Linked DNA regions of Callithrix jacchus: region 1 is linked to region 2. A link is a contact called in public Hi-C data. All regions are on one chromosome and are shown on one strand. Each heading gives the region's core, a stretch centred on a gene start, on an enhancer-like site or on the middle of the called end of the contact. The rest is flanking DNA. Distances are from core to core; before and after follow the strand shown.

Region 1 (2,700 bases), core at 50-2,549, 85 kb before region 2:
CACATCCCTGGGTGCCTTTCCGCTCTTCCTAGGGGCATCTTCTGCACCTACTCCCCCAGGGCCCCATCTCCACGCCGCAGAGCTAAGACCCAGGGGCCCCTCCTCAGGGAGCCCCTGTTGTCTTTGGAAGCAGCCAGCAGAGATGCTGCTGTGAGGTCCATGCCTGGTTCTGCCCCCATCCTGCTGCTCTGGACCACGTACATCACCCGTGGGAAGGAGTTCTGGGCCCTGGGTGTTAGGAATGTCATCCTCCAAGAAATTGCATTAACCCTGTGAGAGACCAGCAGGGCACAGCCATGAGAAAAACTGATTGGGCATCGAGATGGCACTTGGGCTGGCTGCCCTGCGATGTGCACCAGCCCGGAGACCCACGTGCCTGCTTGCCAAAGAGGCACCTTTGGGGAACAAGGAGCCCCTGATTCCTATCTCCCAGCCCCAGATTCCTCAGAAGCCTCTGCCTCTGGAGGTTGAGAAAGGGAAACAGGTGGGTGGAGGTGAAGGGGGCAGGGAGCAGGTGGGAGGAGACTCGAAGAAACTTCATGGACCTTATTTAAGAATCTTGCCACTGCCATGAAGAAAAATGACTTGAAATCTCTCTAGAGAAGAGTGTGGCTAATTGGCATGTAAGTTGGAGGTTAAAGAGCGGAAGGAAGAATCTGATTGTTTTTTTAAGTTACTGAGAAAGTGAGAATGCCACTCTGGGCAGAGAGAAATTCTTTTTTTTTTTCTAGCCTTTCTTTATTCTAGAGACCATAGTGGGCCGCTGAGACTTGCAAAAAAGATTTCTTTTAATCTACCTTCCTTTTTCGCAGGCAGAAGGGCGTTTAAACCAAACGCATTCACCAAGCTTCCTCTTGCACTTATTCCTCGCTTTGCTCCCTGGAATTTGGCATTTGATGGATTCTGGATCTGACTTAAGGCTTTTTCTAAATCCAAGACTTGGGGAATTTCGTTAACAGTGCAATAAAAATAACTTCATAATGTTATGGGAGGGACATTAAAGACGGGGCGTGTGTGTATATGTGTGTGTGTGTGTGCGCGCGCGCGCGTGTGCACGCTACTCTCTTTCCTTAAAATAAAAAAAAATACAATGTTTCTTTAAAAGTCTCCATCTGCAAATCCCATTAGATGTGCATATAAGGTTTCTGATGATTAATAGTTGCCTGCTAGCGTTTTGGTTGGAGGGGATCTTTGTGTGCGGGTTAACCCCTCCCTCTCCTCTCTCACATTTCACTTCAGAAATTTGTCACTCTCTCCCCACCGCAGGATTTAAAAGTGTGTCCCAGCAGCCCTGGTCCGGCCCTCTGCAGGCATTTGCTCCGGGCTCCAGGACAAGCTCCTCATCAGCTGGTGCGTCTGGGTTGGGACAGTGAAAATGTTTAGTGTCATTGGCGACAAATACACGTACAGGGGACCCCAGTAGGCAGGCTGGTGCATCGGAGGGGCAGGAGGAAGCCCGACATAGGTGTGTGCACACGCATAGGAGTATCTGGCCACATGTGTGTGTCCTTTAAAGAGAGACTTTGGTTTAGGTTTTTGTTTTCGGTCCTGGGGTAAATTTTCTGCTAAACATTTTTCCCTATTTTTTTCTTTTGCATTTAAAAAAAACTGAACGTAAAAAGTATAGAGTCAAATCTTTGAAAGGACTGAGGCGTGCCGCGGACAGCAGATGGATCCCGTGGCCAGCAGCTGCATGAGGAGCCTCCAGCCCCCAGCCCCTGTCTGGGGCTGCCTTCGAAACCCCCACTCAGAAGGCAATGGGGCCTCAGGGCTACCCCACTACCCGCCAACCCCGTTCTCCTTCCACCAGAAACCAGACTTCCCAGCGACAGCGACGGCAGCATACCCCGACTTCTCGGCCTCCTGCCTGGCGGCCACCCCACACAGCCTGCCCCAGGAGGAGCACATCTTCACTGAGCAGCACCCCGCTTTCCCACAGTCCCCCAACTGGCACTTCCCTGTCTCAGAGGCCCGGCGCAGGCCCAACTCAAGCCCGGCAGGGGGTTCCAAGGAAATGGGGACCAGCAGCCTGGGCCTGGTGGACACCACAGGAGGCCCAGGCGAGGACTATGGGGTGCTTGGGAGCACTGCCAATGAGACAGAGAAGAAGTCATCCAGGCGGAGAAAGGAGAGTTCAGGTAGGTGGCTCAGGAGCTGCTGATCGTTCCTTTACTGTGTGACCTTGGGGAGATTACTCACCCTCTCTGTGCCTAGGTGCTCTCACCATGAATTTCTGTCTAGCCTATCTAAATGCAGGAGACTAGTGGTTTCTTTCACTGAGAGTTCTAGGATTCTCTGGTGATGGGGACAGTGTCTGTGTCCCAGCACTCCTGGGCCCCAGAAAACATGTCCCAGCAAGACAATGAAAAAGGATCAGCAAGGATTTGGAGGACATGTGAAATGGATCCTCTGGATGCAGACTGATGGGACTGGTGAGGGGCTTTCCTGAATCAGGCTGCTGTTGAGTCATATTCCTCCCCACCACGCTCTGGCCAGCCCCAAGTGGTCCTAGAGCCACAGGCCTCACTTACCAAGGAAGTCAGCTGAGACTGAGGCTCTGGGAGCTAAGACTGAAGCTGGGACCCTGGGTGGCCACCCAAAGCCAGGACTCTATGTGTCCAGGAGCCTAGAGGCAGAGAAGTAGGCCTGGGATTGGGATGGGAGAGTGAAGGGGTGAGCAGGGGATGGAGGGCTGAGGTT
Region 2 (2,700 bases), core at 167-2,666:
AATGGACTGATGTTAATTTCTCAGTTTTGAGAAAAGCACCAGAGTTTCGTAATATGTTACCATGAGGGGAAACTGGGTAAAGGGTATTTGAGAACTGCGTGCTATCATTGCAGTCTTTCTGTAAGTCTAACATTATTCTAAAATGTAAAGTTCATTTTATTTATTTATTTATTTTGAGACGGAGTTTCGCTCTTGTTACCCAGGCTGGAGTGCAATGGCAGGATCTCGGCTCACCGCAACCTCCGCCTCCTGGGTTCAAGTAATTCTCCTGCCTCAGCCTCCCAAGTAGCTGGGACTACAGGCGTGCACCACCATGCCCAGCCAATTTTTTGTGTTTTTAGTAGAGACGGGGTTTCACCATGTTGACCAGGATGGTCTCGATCTCTTGACCTCGTGATCCGCCTGCCTCAGCCTCCCAAAGTGCTGGGATTATAGGTGTGAGCCACCGCGCCTGGCAAGTTCATTTTAAAAAAAGAAAAGCAACAAAGCATGTGGCTGCTTCCGGCTTTCTGAATCTCCACTGCACCCTCACCACTCCCCAGAGGCACAAGGTCACCGTCCTCCCCAACGGGGTTTCCTGGGCAGCAACCACTAGGAAGCCCACAAAGACCACCTGGGGCCACAGGCAGGGTGTGTGGTCCTGGGCCAGTCTGAGCCAGACCCAACGCAAGGCAATCCGTCTGCAGAACCATAGACAATACAGACCTATGCTGTGGAATTCCAGATCATTCCAGATCTACAGGTCATTGGTTCATTCAATCAGTATTTATCAAAGTACAGAGCATGCGCCAAGCACCGTGCTAGGCTGTCTTGAGAATGGAAGTATGGGGAAAGAGGGGTGAGGTCCAAAGATGCATACCCAGAGAAGGAGAATCTCCTCCCTTAAGGAAGCAGTGAGGGGAACAGATGAGCTCCTCACACACAAAGGACTGGAGAAGAGGGACAGACACGAAGACTGCCAGAGGTGATCAGGGAAGGCTTCACGGAGGAGGTGGTATCAGCACCAGCAACTGTAGCCCAGTTGCTCCCTGTGACCCAAAGATGGCCACACCTGATCCCCTGGCTCAGGCAGCTGGAAAGAGGAGCTGAGAAAAAGGAGAGCCGTGCTCTCAGCAAACCTCAAGTGCTGTAAGCATCATAAAATCATCATCATTATCATCACCCTCAGACGCCGATGGCCCAGTGGGAGGCCAGGGCCCCCGAAGAGAGCCCAGATAAGGGGCAAACAGGCCTGGAAGAGGCAATTGCCTAGGGCAGTGGGGGGTGGGGGGCTGCTTCCCCATACCTGCAGCTAGCGGGGCCACGAGGGCAGGGGCGTGTTGACACAGCTGGGAAGAAAGGCTTTGTCCCTGCCTCATTAATCACTTCAGCACAGGAGCTCCGAGGGAGGGGACGCCCTAGGGGCACTGGGTTAGCTCTCAAGAGGGGCCCCTCAGAGGCAGAGAGAGGGGTCCTGGCCTTAGGCCCAGGAGCCAGGGGAAGGTCTGAAGAGGGCAGGATGGCGTGCAAGGAGGCCGCCCAGGCCTTAGGGCCCCTCGGACCAGGGATTTCCCAGCCAGGATGTTTGTCACAGAGGATCAGTCCTCCCGCCCAGAGCCTAAAGCACTTCCAGCAGGCAGCCTGCAGATGGTAACCCCCTAACAAGAAGGTCCCAGGAGGGGCATATATTTTTCCCTTTCTCATTTGGCCAAGCCAATGTCAGCTGCTCGCCATGCGGTTCCTGACCCTCCCTAAACCCTGCCCAGGGTGTGTGTGTGTGTGCAAAAGGTCACCAGCCTTTGCTGAGAACTGAGAGAAGGTCCATCTGTGAGAAGACTTGGCTGTGAATGCAGCAAGGGAGAGGATGGGGAAGCTGTGGAATTGTTTACACTTCTATTATTTATTATCCACACCACAAACACTTACGGAACACCTACTATGTGTCTGGCACTGTTCTATTGACTGGGAGCAGAGAGAACATAGAACAGAGAGAAGGTCTGCTTTCCTGGAGCTCTCCTGGAGGGGGCAGCAGAGAATGGGAAAATCTTCCGTTCATCAGAGTGGTCAGGAAAGCCAACACCCTTCCGGCCAACTGAGCCCAGACCCAGTTTCCAGAACCGCCCTCCCTGGCATCCTCTTCCTCCCTCCCAGCCCTCACTGAGGCCCCTCCTGAATCTGAACCTGGAGGCCCTAAGGTGGGCTGGCACCTGGAGGGCATAAAGAACCTCCCAGGAGCCCCTGTGTGTGATGAAAGAAGCCAGTTCCAGCAGCAGTCCAGTTTCATTGTAAACCCTCTAAGCTATCGGGTGGCCGGGTGGCTGAGGGTCTCCTCTGCCTGGGGAGTGAGGGGCTCTCTGCCTCTCCCTTAGTTGCTTCCTCCCTCCCTCCCACATTCTTTTTCATTCTCTCTCCTCCTTTCTTCCTTCCCCTCCTCCGCCCCAGCCTCTGTTCTCTCTGACCCCCTCCCCTTCTTCCTGTCTTGCATTTTCCTGCCCAGGAATCAGACCCCAGACAGTACCTAGGAAGTCTGCGGCCTTGCCTAATACAACCCTAATAGTCCTCAGGGAGGCGCGATAATGACATCCTCCTTAAATAAAAGGACTTAATGGAGATTTCCCAAATTTGAAAACCACATTTCCACTAGCAACCCATTCAGCAAGCGACTGCTCTGGAAAGGAACTCGTGGGAAGCTGCAGTGGGGAGGGGGTGAAGTTGCAGGAG

Evidence for each region. Hi-C and Micro-C count contacts between places; a contact is called where the count stands out from the background.
Region 1: a Hi-C map of induced pluripotent stem cells shows a contact between it and region 2, with 5 times the contacts expected there. The contact joins the promoter of MEOX1 here to the enhancer-like site in region 2. A contact is called at or near these places in 3 of 3 Hi-C or Micro-C datasets (induced pluripotent stem cells and skeletal muscle).

What each region holds. Positions count from the first base shown.
Region 1 is chr5:70,538,529-70,541,228 of calJac240_pri, reverse strand. It overlaps MEOX1 (mesenchyme homeobox 1), which reads left to right and starts at 1,299. Exons shown (of 4, transcript XM_035299666.3): 1 at 1,299-1,350; 2 at 1,811-2,138. The coding sequence starts at 2,015.
Region 2 is chr5:70,453,212-70,455,911 of calJac240_pri, reverse strand. No RefSeq gene overlaps it. Among named protein-coding and RNA genes, the nearest start is that of ETV4, 34 kb to the right of the region's middle. Within about 2 kb of position 1,416, at least 3 of the 16 cell types and tissues checked have an H3K27ac peak or open chromatin away from gene starts, as enhancers often do.